Linked DNA regions of Mus musculus: all the other regions are linked to region 3. The links are chromatin contacts, called in public promoter capture Hi-C maps. All regions are on one chromosome and are shown on one strand. The core of a region is the stretch at or near the end of the contact, and the rest is flanking DNA. Distances in the headings are between cores, read along the strand shown. Region 1 has its middle 13 kb from the start of Ppie. Region 2 holds the start of Nt5c1a (5'-nucleotidase, cytosolic IA). Region 3 holds the start of Bmp8a (bone morphogenetic protein 8a).

Region 1 (4,170 bases), core at 617-3,116, 190 kb before region 3:
ATTTGTCCCAATTCTTGAGAGTTGTCTGTCCTCTGTGCCCTGCATGTGCCCTGCATGTGCCCTGCAGAGTGCATGTGTGCACACTCAAATAAGTAAAAAAATAAAAAAAAAATAGAGAGAGAGAAAGAAAGAAAGAAAAGAAAAGAAAATAGAAAGGAAAAAGAAAAGAAAAAGAAAGCTGTCAGGCCTGGGGGCAGCTCTCTCAGTGAAGTGCTTGTCACACAAGCATGAGGACTGAATCTGGCGCTGGTACTCCTGTGAAGATGCCATGCGTGTGGTGGGCACTTACAATCTGAGCACTAGGAAGAAGATAGAACAAAGTGGATCCCTGAGCCTCTCTAGACCGCCGGCCAGCCTAGTCTGGTTGGTGAGCTCTGGGCCAGAATCCTTTCACTCATCACACTTTCTGGTTTCTTATTCTTTTAAATATGAATATACTGGATTTGGCTGTTGTTATCGATCACATTCTTAGCCATTCTGTGGAACTCTCCTAGTTCAGTTAGTTTTTCTCTGGATTTTTCTGAATTGGCAGGAATATCGTCTACATGGAGAGACGGTGCTGCCTCATTCTCTCTAGTTGGTTTGTTTATTTTGTTTTGTTTTGTTTTTTGAGACCGAGTCTCACTATGTAGCCCTGACTGTCCTGGAACTAACTTTGTAGGCCGAGCTAGCCTTCAAATCACAGAGATCTACCAAATTCTGCCTCCCCAATGCTAGAATTAGAGGGCGTGCCACTATGACTGGTCCCTGCCTTCCATTTTTAATTTGCTGTCAAGTTTAAACATTTATTTATTTATTTATTTATTCATATTTTTATGAATATAAGTGTGTACTTATACTTTTCCTAAGTGTATGTAAGTTCACCATGTGCCTGCAGTGCCCCTGGAAGCCAGAAGTGGGCACCAAACCTGGAGTACAGGTAGTTGTAAACTACCATACCCATGTTGGGAACCAAACCCAGGTCCTCTGCAAGAGTAGCAAATACTCTTAAGAACTGAGCCATCTCTTCAGCCCTTGCTAACAACTAAAATAACAATGACGACGATGATGATGATGACGACAATGATTATGATGGTGTTTAACTTTCTTAGTGCTGCTTGTGTATCTTTGAAAAACTTGCCGGGCAGTGGTGGCACATTCCTTTAATCCCAGCACTTGAGAGGCAGAAGCAGGCGGATTTCTGAGTTCGAAGCCAGTCTGGTCTACAGAGTGAGTTCCAGGACAGCCAGGGCTACACAGAGAAACCCTGTCTTGAAAAACAAAAAAACAAAACAGAAAAGAAAGGAAGAAAGGAAGAAAGGAAGGAAGGAAGGAAGGAAGGAAGGAAGGAAGGAAGGAAGGAAGGAAGAAAGAAAGAAAGAAAGAAAGAAAGAAAGAAAGAAAGAAAGAAAGAAAGAAAGAAAGAAAGAAGAAAAACTCATTGGGCTGGAGAGATGGCTCAGTGGTTAAGAGCACTGACTGCTCCTCCAAAGGTCCTGAGTTCAAATCCCAGCAACCACATGGTGGCTCACCACCATCCATAATGAGATCTGACACCCTCTTCTGGTGTGTCTGAACACAGCTACAGTGTACTTACATATAACAATAAATAAATCTAAAAGGAAAAGAAAAACATGTCATTTCCCCCCTTTACCATCTAACTGGCATCCAGAGTGACAGATTTCCAATTTCCTAACTTTAAATTGTCCATTTGTGAATAAAGAGAAAATGCATATCAGTCTGCAAGCTCGAACAGCACTGACCTTGGTCTTCAACTCTCCTGTTTCCTAGGAGACTGCAAAGGGAAGATAAGTGGGGGCATTGTGTATGCAGCCTTTGCTGTGTGGGCTTGGAGGTGTTGATGGTGGGCGTCAGGCCATCTGCTCACACAACTAGAGCTGTAGGAAGCAGTGAGAGATGCAGGCCAGCACGCTGAGCCAGAGTGATTCCCTCAGGCCTTGCTGTCCATAGCAGCTGCATGTTCCCCTAGGATGTAGCGACAGCAGGGCTCGGGTGGTGGACAACTGTTGGGCCTCTCAGTGAGGTGTAAGTGTGTCTCCTGTGTTTCTTGGGCTCTGCAGTGAGCTTGACTCTTAAAGTGACGCTGCACATCCATCCCGATGACCAGAAGGCGTGCGTGCATGTGTGGGAGTATTTGTATATTTGTCCGTGTATACATGATTTGAGTGTACACGTGTGTGGGCATGTACATGCATGTGGAAGCCAGAGGTTGAGAGCAGGTCTCTCACTGAACATGGAGCTGGGTGACTCTGCTGGGCTAGCTGGCTAGTGAGCTCCAGGAATCCTGTTTCCACCTCCATCAGCATGACAGGTGCTCAAATCCACTGAAACAGGTTTTTTTTGTTTTTGTTTTTGTTTTTTTTAACATGGGCTCTGGGAACCCAGACTTGGGTCCTCACACTTGTATGGTAAGCACTTTGCCAACTGAGCCAGGTCCCCTGACCCAGGACATACTGATTTTATACAATACCAGATTCTATTTTTTTAGTGTTTACTGTAGTATTTCTGCCAATATATTCACGACTAAATTTGGATTGAATTTTCTTTTTTCATACCATCCTGGGTTAGTTGGGCATTGGTTGTGTAGGTCTAAAATCCTTATTGGTAATTCCAAAATTAATTGTTTTTTGAAAACTAGCAGCAGATACTTTTGTTGTTTGTTTGTTGGAGGTAAAGAAAGATTTTTGAGTAAACCTGAGGGGCATTAAAACCTATTCTGAGCTTCTGAGGCACGCTCAAACTTCTATGTATCTGCTTAATATATTTTGTCACTGGGACACTTGACTGTGTGAAGTTAGTCCAGCTGTACTATATTACTATGGAGTCAGATATACATATCTTTTAACTCCCAAACTCATATAAATGTAAAGATATATACTGTGTGCACCTGTGTGCATGCGTGTGCTTGTGTGTGCATGTGTGTGCTTACACAAGTGTGTGTGCATATGTGCACACAGGTATTCTTGAAAGTCAGAGGATGCCGGGGTTACAGGTAGTTGTGAGCCACCAAACAGATGCTGAGAACTGAACTTGGGGCCTCTGCAAGAGTAGTATATGCTCTTAGACACTGACCTATCTCTCTGGTCTCCCAAACTTATATAAGTTTAGGATGAACAATTGTAGACCTTTTTTAGCCTAATAAGATGCACTGGGTCATATTCCTTTGGGTTTCTGTCTGTTTGTTGGGTTTGTTTAGTTGGCTGTTTGCTGTAGTTTGCATAACCCAGGGGTAGTCTGTTTCTTTAAAGCATGGTTGTTGTTATTGGTGGTGGGTAAATTTTCATAGGACTTGGTTGGTTCTTTGGGGCTCTTCTGTTTGCCTGTACCCACACTAGCCAACCCAATAGGTTAGGCTGGCTGTCCTGTGAATTCCAGGGATCGCCTGTCTCTGCCCACCCCCCATGCTGGACTACCATCACACCTGTTTGTTTCTTTGTTTGTCTGGTTTAGTTTTGTTTGGTTTTTAAGGACAGAGTTTGTCTATGTAGCCCCAGCTCTCATGGAACTAGTTCTGTAGAACAAATTGGCCTCTGACTCAGATATCCGACTGCTTCTGCCTCCCAAGTGCTGGGATTAAAGGTGTGTGCCACCGTATCCTGAAACACACCCTTTTTTTCCTTTTGTTTTGTTTTGTTTTTGTTTTTTAAAATTTGGCTTCTAGGGAGTGAACTCAGGACCTGTGCTTTCAGGACAGGATTTTACTACCTGACCAATATTCCTAGGCCTCTAACTCTTATTAATCCCCACGAAGAAGCACGGACTTTCCATTCAAAGAACGCAGAGACTCCGGTGACTAATTATCAACTAAGGGACTGTTTAACTTGCAGAAACTGCTGGCTTTTGGGCTGGACAGTTCTGAGACTATAGTTAACACAGTTATGGAGCAGTATTTTAATATTGCCTCTAGGGGGCAGTCATAGGCCACAAATTGATGTCCCATCCTTTTTAAAAATCTTGTGCAGCTATTTGGAGAATATATGGAGTCTAACAAAAGCAGAGTGATCTATTTGATTTGTGCAAGTTGTACATAGTAAAAGGTAATTCTGAGATACTACTCAAGATCTATTTGCCACCAAAGTCCAGTCCTAACAATATGCAAATGTCTCTCTTCCTTCCCCCCCTTCTTTTCTCCATCCATTCTTCCTTCCCCCCCCCTTCTTTTCTCCATCC
Region 2 (4,243 bases), core at 914-3,413, 140 kb before region 3:
ATGCTGTTCCTTGAAGACTGGGAAGATGGACTTATTATCATAAGTAGCCAAGGAAAGCAGGGGCATCAAGCGAAAGAATGGCTACCAACTTTCTTCTCTGGGACATCCATTGAACGGCAGAAAGAACCCCGTGGGAAACTGAGCTAACTTACATTTCCAGGACCCCAGCCCCGCTGCAGGGAGTAATCACCCCACTTCTCAACCATTCAGCCTTTAAAAAGAGAAAGTCATGGAAATCGGGAGAGAGCCACAATAGCCAGGGCTTACGGAGCTGTGACCAGAGGCAGCACCCTCGGGGCAAGGCTTCACTCACGGGGTCCTCTGTCCGTCCGTTCGTCCCCATATTCTACCTGGTGGTCACCTCAGTTGGCTCACAAAGACTTCTCTGCTCACATCCCTCTGTTTGAGGTGGAGTTTGACCACTCTGCAGGGGCTCATTTAGGTGGACGTCTAACACTTCATAACACCCACTGTCTTGCCTGAGGCTGACACCCAACCCCACATTCTAAAGAAAGGGAAATTTGACTTTCCCAGGTCATCCTTTCAAGCCAGCCACACAGATCCAAATTGCTGGGGATGGATTCCCTTTTATGTAAGCAAATCTCTCTCTCTCTCTCTCTCTCTCTCTCTCTCTCTCTCTCTCTCTCTCTCTCTCATACACACACACACACACCCCAATCCATCCAAATCTGGAAACATCTGAACTTACTTTACCAATCTTATTATTTTTTAACTTCCCCTCTCATTTACCCAAATCTACGCTACTGCTTTTCCAGTGGAGATATCTCTGTTCACTCCAGATAAAGGGTGGTACCCAAAGGCTCGGCTTACTGAGCTGGTGAGTTCACTGGGGTTACTAACATGTGTGTGGGTGAGGGTTATTTACAGGAATCTGAGCAACTCTGGAAACTGCATCACCAAAAAGCCCAGCACGGGTGCTGACTCAGGAAAACTGAAACACTGGAGTTCCCTGTGTGACCTGAGGGCAGCTACACCACCAAAGGTGCCCTTCCTCTCCCAACAGCGGGTAACTTTGATATCTGTATAACTAGGCAGGGACCCCAAATCTTTAGAATTCTCTAGGCTCCCCGAATCTTTTGAGTTTCTTGGGCCTCAGAGCCTCCCAGGAGGGAGTGTTTCGATCAGGAGGAAATAACTACAGTACAAAGTTTACTTGGTTCCTTCTAGACATGGTGGAGGCTGGACAGAGCTCCACTCTGTCCCAGGGGTCTCAGGCAAAGGAACCTCACCACCACCACCACCACCACCACCACCACCACCACCACCACCACCACCACCCGTCAGCTAAACCAATGTTTTTCAGGCATCTCCAATCCATGTCGGAGAGATGGCTCTGCCTTGAGGCAGATAATTCAGAGCTCTGCACCAGCGTGAAAAATACCCTGAAATTCCAAAATGCTAGGCTAAAATCCTTTGGGTTCTAGACTCCATTCCTCCCTTCCTTTCCTCACAACTGTAACCATCTCAAGTTCAGCGCGCGGGACTTGAAAATGCACGCCCCCTGCTGGCCAACAGGGGAGCCGACATGAATCCAGTCCCTTGGAATCACTCTTGACTGTGTCGCCCATTAGGCGAGCATAACATCGCCTTAGATTCAAGAGCCCCTTCGCCTGTGTAAGAACTGTGTCCCACACTTTCCCCTACACGCAATGAGGCTTCCTGTTCATGAACCAGGCTGTCCATCCAACACTTCCCTGGGTCCAAGGATAGACTGGAATGTGGAGAAAGGCGACGGATCACGCAGGGTCCAATGCTGGCATCTGATAGGGGTAGGAGACCTGTTAGTTTGGAGGAGCGCTTACTATTCATTTTCTGGTTTGGGCATTATCGTGTTAGGAGGGGAAAATGTTAGGCTTCCTCCTCTCTCGGTGCCCTTGAACTTCATCCCCGCAACCCCGAAGCCGCAGTACTCCACAAGCCTGGCTCCACTCGGCCTGCTCCAGAAAGCAGACTGCACCTGCTCCCCATTTGCTTCAGACCCGGGTCGGTCGAGGAATCAGAGTTCCCCTAAATGCCAAGAGGGCGGCTCGGACCTGACGGTCCCCCCCACCCCCCACCCCCGGCGGGCGGGGCAGGCTCACTCGCACTCCCTCCCGGCCCTGCCCGCCTGCCTCTCCCACCCGGGACGCGCCTCCCTCCCTCAGCCCGGTGCCGAGAGCTCCGCGTCTCCACTGCTGTCTTCTCCCGCCGGGCCGGATAGAATCCGAGTCGGAGCATGGAACCAGGGCAGCCCCGGGAGGCCCGCGAACCCGGGCCAGGGGCAGAGACCGCCGCGGTACCGCGCTGGGAGGAAGCCAAGACTTTCTATGACAACCTCTCGTCCAAGAAGAAACCCAAATCGGTAAAAGTAGGGCTTGGATTTGGGGGGACACGGGAAGGGCCATTTCTAGGGACGGGTCTCAAGCCCTTTGGAAAGGGCCTCGTGGAACCCCTCCCGAAGGTGACAAGGCTCCTCCGCCCCAGAATGTGCCCAGCAGTTGGCTGGGGCTCCAGTTTATTTTGGGAGCTCTGCTATAGTGGCAGTGCCTCCGCACCCCCTCCCCCCAATCCCGGGCTCAGGTTCTACTCCAGAATACCCCTCCCCCATGCTGTCATCAGGGGCCTATCCCCTCCGGCGCTGGCAACCTGAACGCGCGGACTGCACTTGTTGGCAGAGCTGGTCAGCAACCCGGGAGCAGCGCCCTGGGCTCCGTAACTCCTAACTCGACTCTGGGAACCCGGTTGCTCGCTGGGCTCTCAGGTCTCCTCCATCTGTGCAGTCAGTTCAGCTTCCTGGCCCAAGCCTCGGCGTTTGGGCTCTAACTGAATACCCAGACCCCGGGGGATCAGGTCACTCTCCCTGCATCTTAAAGGAACGATTACTTGCTCTAGGCTCAGGGCTTTGCTCCCAGGCTCTGGAGCTCCCAGCGCTGGGCTTTGCACCTTAGACATTGCTTCTGATCTCAGTGGTGGCATCAACCATTTGCAACTTCACACAGAGGCAAGCATTCCTCTTCCTCTGTTAGGAAAGTTCATGATACCTTAGCGTTGTTCACGCCTCTCCGCCTTAGACCCAGGAACTTGGGCAAGGGATTGAGAATAGAAAGGGACCCAAAGGCGTTACACAAGGACTTCCAGTCCGACCTTAAAGCATTCCACTGCTTCACTACAACGACTTTACCCAGGAGGCTACCCCATCCACAGTCACCTCTAGGCCTTGGCTCATCCTGGTGACAGAGATATTAAGTGTGGTCTGCCTGTCTCAGGAGTTTGGAGTGTGACCACGGAGGCTCTAGAGATGGTGGATTCTCAGGTAAAAGATCCTACATGCTGTGGGAGCACTGGGGGGGAGGGGGTGACTGCCACTGAGAAGGCTTTGGGATAATGACTTTTGAGCTGATCTTAAAGCTTCAGTGGGTGGGATCTCCTGGGAGGGTGGGAGGGGCAGAGGAGTGAGTGAAAAGCAAGAAGCTGTCTTTGAAGCTCAAGAACTTGTTCAGAATTCACACTTAGACATGCAGGATCATTGGGGAAAGTGTTACAAGGACTCAAAAGGCTCCCAGGCAAGGGACCCCTCTGACTGAGTACCTTGTGAAAGGGCCAGAACCTTATTTAACGGGGCTGAGGCTTTCACGCTGGGTTCTGTGGAACCCTGTGTCTCAAGCAGTCTTCAGACCTGTGAATCCTTTCTTTTAGAAAGAGTACTTTAAATATTTGAAAATAAAGCAGCTCTTCCCATGTTCAAGTATTTGGGGGTGCAAACTGGACTCTCTCAGAACTGTGCAGAAACATAAAAATAAATTGGCTGGATACTGAAACTTCTTGTGTCTATGGTGGCGACCTAACCCCTGCTTTCAAACATATTGTCACCTAAACTGCTGGGGTTTTCTTGTTGTTGTTTTGTTTGTATGTTTGTTTTAAGATGTATTTATTTCATGTATGTGGTTACACTGTTGCTGTCTTCAGACACACCAGAAGAGGGCGTCGGATCCCATTATAGATGGTTGTGAGCCACCATGTGGTTGCTGGGAATTGAACTCAGGACCTCCGGAAGATCAGTCAGGGCTCTTAACTACTGAGCCATCTCTCCAGTTCCCAAGGTGTTGTTTTATTGATTAGTTTTGCAACAAATGCACTCATATAGATGTATAGATATAAGAGCTGAATTGTAAAAGAGATGTATAGCAGTTATATCCTTGGTTTACACATGGCGGGGGGGGGGGGAGTTCTGCCTAAGAATTCA
Region 3 (3,901 bases), core at 124-2,623:
GCTGCTAGAGCCCAGGCCCACAGGACTACAGTCATGTCTGAGTCTGTCCACTCCACCTCCTGACACTGCACCCCACCCAGTCACCCACAGAAAGAGCCCGCTGTCCGGGCGTGAGGGTCAGCTCTGGTCATTTTGATATGACCACAGGTTTCCACACTGAACTTTGTCCCTCCCTCTCTTCAGGGCTGCGTTTATCACAGTGACAGCATCACGGTCTGGTTACTCATCAGTATACCCAGGACTGTTTTCCGATGCTACCTAGGGGACCTGGACATCTCCAGATCCCAACTCCTGGGTGCCTTAGTGGGGCAAAGACCCTGGGCACAGGCGCAAAAAACGGACCTTCCAATCCTGATCTCCTGCAGTCGCCCCTCCCTGTGGTTTTACTGAACCATGGCTCCCTGTCCCAGGGGCCTTGTATTACCCGAGGGCATCATCCCCCGACAGGCGGCCACCCTCTCCTCCACCTACCGCCCCATCCGGATCCCTGACGCCCTGCACTCACCCATGTTGACGAAGCTCATGACCAGGTCGGCACGGCCTAAGTGAGCCTGTGGTGGCCCGCCGTCGTCGTCATCGGTCATGGCGTGGTATAGGTCCAACATGAAGAGGGGCGCGGACGCTGGCTGCCGGGCAGCGGCGGGTTGTGCACGGGGTCGGGGCCGTCCCGGTAGCCCGAGCACCGCCAGGATTTCACGCTGCATGTCGCGGCGCTCGCGCGCTCCCAGGCGACGCTGGGGACAGGTGTGCGGGGGACGCGGACCGTGGCCGCCTCCCAGCGCGCACAGAGCAAGGCCCAATAGCCAGAGTGGCCCGGGACGCATAGCCATCTCGGACTTTCAGCCGGCGCGCATCCACTGGTAGCTGGTCGGGCTCGGGCGCTACGCCCAGACGGGGAGGACCAGACGGCGCACCTGTCGCTGGCAGCTTTACAGCAGCTGCTCACCACGCACTCGGCAGGCGATCGCCGCGTCGGTAGGTCCCTCAGAGCAACGTGGGCTCTCACGGCGCTGACTTGCGAGTGTCCGCAGGAGGACTTTGGTGGCAGCTCAGACCGCCGAGCGCTCTTCCTCGGCCCCGCCCCTTCCCCGACCAGCCAATGGGATCACGGGGGCGGGTCCGAGTGCGGAAAGACGCCTGGGGATGGTCGCACTACTACTTGTGCGCGAAGTGGTGGGAGCCGCCTGGTGCACCCGTAGGTGGGAACGAACGGGCTGAAGAGAGGCCTTTAAGGGTGTCTTGGGTCCCCATCCAGCTTCCGGGGCTCATACCTGGCTACACGAGGAGACATTGGGGCCTCTGAAGCAGGCACCAGGGTGGGATCCTGAGTCCCGGAGCAGCGGTAGGACCCGTAGTGTCTCACCTTCTGCTCTGGAAGTCTCTGCATGCGCCCCTAGTTCCGGCCGTCGGGGCGGGGCGGGTGCCAGCAGTGCAGCGAGGGTGGGGCACACATTCCGTTGCCAGCAGGAACCAGGGCCCAGCCCCCGCTACTCCTCCGCTCCAGACTTCTTCTTCACCCAGCGGTTCCCTTTGTAGATCCAACCCAGGATAGGGCTCTGAGCCTCCTGAAGTAGGGTCACCTTCGCTTATCTCATTTGTGACAACTCCCCAGGGGCTTGCAAGAAAGAGACCTTGCAAAAACTCCCTGACTGGTTCCGCCCCTTTATGCACTCCGGCCTCCCAAGGCGGCTGCCACAGCACTGATACAGACCATAAAGGTGTTGGTGTGGCTCAAGTGGAGCAGCGAAAGAGCTCCGGGAGGCTGGAAGGAATAGAACAGGAAAGACGGAAGTCAGTAGGAGGAAAGCACCCAGCAGAGGGACTGGCTGTGTCAAGACTGGGAGTGTCATAATGACAGGTAACAGGGCTTTCAGACCTATTAGTGTTTACAAGCCACTATAGGCACACAGCTGCCTCTTTTCCTTTTCTTCTTCCTTTTTTTACCCCTCTCTTTCTTTCTTAGCTTACACAAAGCAATTTATTAACAAAATAATTTTTGAGAAATTCTGTTCACAGATCACGATGATCCCCCTTCCTTCAAGTTCTGTCACACGGGATGGGAGTGACAACCTCAACCTGCCTAATCTTCACATTCCTGAACAAACAAGAGCGCTGAGGGTTGACTGGGCTCCAGATCCAGGGGGTCTTGGATCTGTTTCCACCTGCGGTCTGGAGTTTGATACGAGGGCAATGGCGCCCAGCTCCTTGCACCTCTGGTCCATATCGGTAACATCACTGAAGGATGTAAAGATACAGTAGACACCGAATACATTCTGTCCTTCAGCCACTTGAGGTCTAAGACCGATAGCTTGTTTTTTTCCTTCCCCTTGGGAGGTGCTATTTCTGAATGTCTTCTCCAGATTTCTATACCAGCCCTGCCCCGCTCTGAGGTAGGTTCTCACAATGTAGCATTGGCGGACCTGGAACTTGACCTATAGAACAGGCTGGCCTCAAACTCATAGATATGCCTGCCTATCCCTGCCTCTGGGATTATGGCATGTGCTACTGTGCCCCACAAAGGCTTAAAACAAAACAAAACAAACAAACAAACAAACAAAAAACCGGGAAACCTGAGTGCTAAGCACTTTACCTCAGGTCAGCCTTCATGTGGTTGTTTGGAATTGAATTTTTAGGACCTCTACTTGCTCTGGTCAACCCCTCTTGCTCTGGCCAACTCTGCTCTCTCTCTCTCTTTTTTTAAAGATTTATTTATTTATTGTATTTAAGTATACTGTAGCTGTCTTCAGACACCCCAGGAAGGGGCATCAGATCTCATTATGGATGGTTGTGAGCCACCATGTGGTTGCTGAGATTTGAACTCAGGACCTTTGGAAGAGCAGTCAGTGCTCTTAACCACTGAGCCATTTCTCCAGCCCCCAACTCTGCTCTCTTAGTCTCTTCCAGCTCAAAGATTTATTTATCATTATATATAAGTACACTGTAGCTGACTTCAGATGCACCAGAAGAGAGCATCAGATCTCATTACGGATGGTAGTGAGCCACCATGTGGTTGCTGAGATTTGAACTCAGAACCTTGGGAAGAGCAATCAGTGCTCTTACCCGCTGAGCCATCTCACCAGCCCATTTTTCTTTTTTCTTAAATGTGTGCACCTCCTGTGTGCAAGTGTCCTCTGACGCCAGAAGAGGGCGATTGGAATTACAGCCCATTGTGAGCCACCTGATGTTCTGGCAACTAAACCCAGATTTCTCCAGTCTTGTTTCAAAGTTTCAGGTATCAACTCAACCCTTCAAATAAGCATGTGCAGTCTGTCTTTTATCCAACAGGTCAATTTCCATACTGCTTCAAAGCCCCCTTTAAGACACAGAGCTGTAGAATCTCTTATAAGCATCATTTATAGCTTAGGTAGGAAATAGGAGGTGAGACATCCTGTAGGCAGTAATGATTCTGGGAGATTCACCCAAGAAGATGTGATGAGATAGATGCCACCTGAGATGGTATCTGAGCACAGGTGACCAGCCATGTGACAAAGTGTAGATTGAAGTTATTTGAAGTTATGATCTAGTCAGAGAAGAGCCTAGTTTAGTTATATGGTCAAGGTATTTGTAAATATATTTTGAGTCTGTTATTTTTGGGAGCGTGGGGCTGGGAGGGAGAACTGGAGTGAACTTCAACACAGAACAACTGAAGGTTCAGGAAGACGGCTGTAAATTCAAGGCCAGAATAATTTACATGGTTCAAGACAACCAGGACTACCTTCATAGCTACAGTCATACCTTGTCTCAAAACAAAAACAGAACAAGGAAGAAGAGGAGGGGGAGGAAGGGGCAGGAGGAGAAAGGAGGGGAGGAGGGGAGGAAAAGGGGTGGGGGAGGAGGAAGAAGGGGAGGAGGAGGGGAAGGAATGGGAGGAGGAAGGGAGGAATAGGAGGAGGGGAACAGA

Evidence for each region. Promoter capture Hi-C pulls out the DNA fragments that hold promoters and counts their contacts.
Region 1: a contact with region 3 is called in a promoter capture Hi-C map of hippocampal neurons, with 2.4 times the contacts expected there. The contact joins the enhancer-like site here to the promoter of Bmp8a in region 3. A contact is called at or near these places in 9 of 39 promoter capture datasets (the 3T3-L1 cell line, 3T3-L1-derived adipocytes, the HPC-7 cell line and 6 more), 6 of 484 Hi-C or Micro-C datasets (the C2C12 cell line, the G1E-ER4 cell line, brain and 3 more), 2 of 115 datasets of contacts at active chromatin or transcription factors (both in embryonic stem cells) and 1 of 9 other capture datasets (adipose tissue).
Region 2: a contact with region 3 is called in a promoter capture Hi-C map of embryonic stem cells. The contact joins the promoter of Nt5c1a here to the promoter of Bmp8a in region 3. A contact is called at or near these places in 11 of 39 promoter capture datasets (the 3T3-L1 cell line, the HPC-7 cell line, cranial neural crest and 7 more), 5 of 484 Hi-C or Micro-C datasets (the G1E-ER4 cell line, the HL-1 cell line, cardiomyocytes and 2 more), 1 of 115 datasets of contacts at active chromatin or transcription factors (embryonic stem cells) and 1 of 9 other capture datasets (adipose tissue).

What each region holds. Positions count from the first base shown.
Region 1 is chr4:123,151,300-123,155,469 of GRCm38.p6, forward strand. No RefSeq gene overlaps it. Among named protein-coding and RNA genes, the nearest start is that of Ppie, 13 kb to the left of the region's middle. Within about 2 kb of position 1,867, at least 12 of the 459 cell types and tissues checked have an H3K27ac peak or open chromatin away from gene starts, as enhancers often do. A contact at or near this core is called in cerebral cortex and hippocampal neurons, where this site is marked.
Region 2 is chr4:123,199,322-123,203,564 of GRCm38.p6, forward strand. Nt5c1a (5'-nucleotidase, cytosolic IA) reads left to right here and starts at 2,164. Exons shown (of 6, transcript NM_001085502.2): 1 at 2,164-2,362. The coding sequence starts at 2,237.
Region 3 is chr4:123,341,879-123,345,779 of GRCm38.p6, forward strand. Bmp8a (bone morphogenetic protein 8a) reads right to left here and starts at 1,374. Exons shown (of 7, transcript NM_007558.3): 1 at 506-1,374. The coding sequence starts at 830.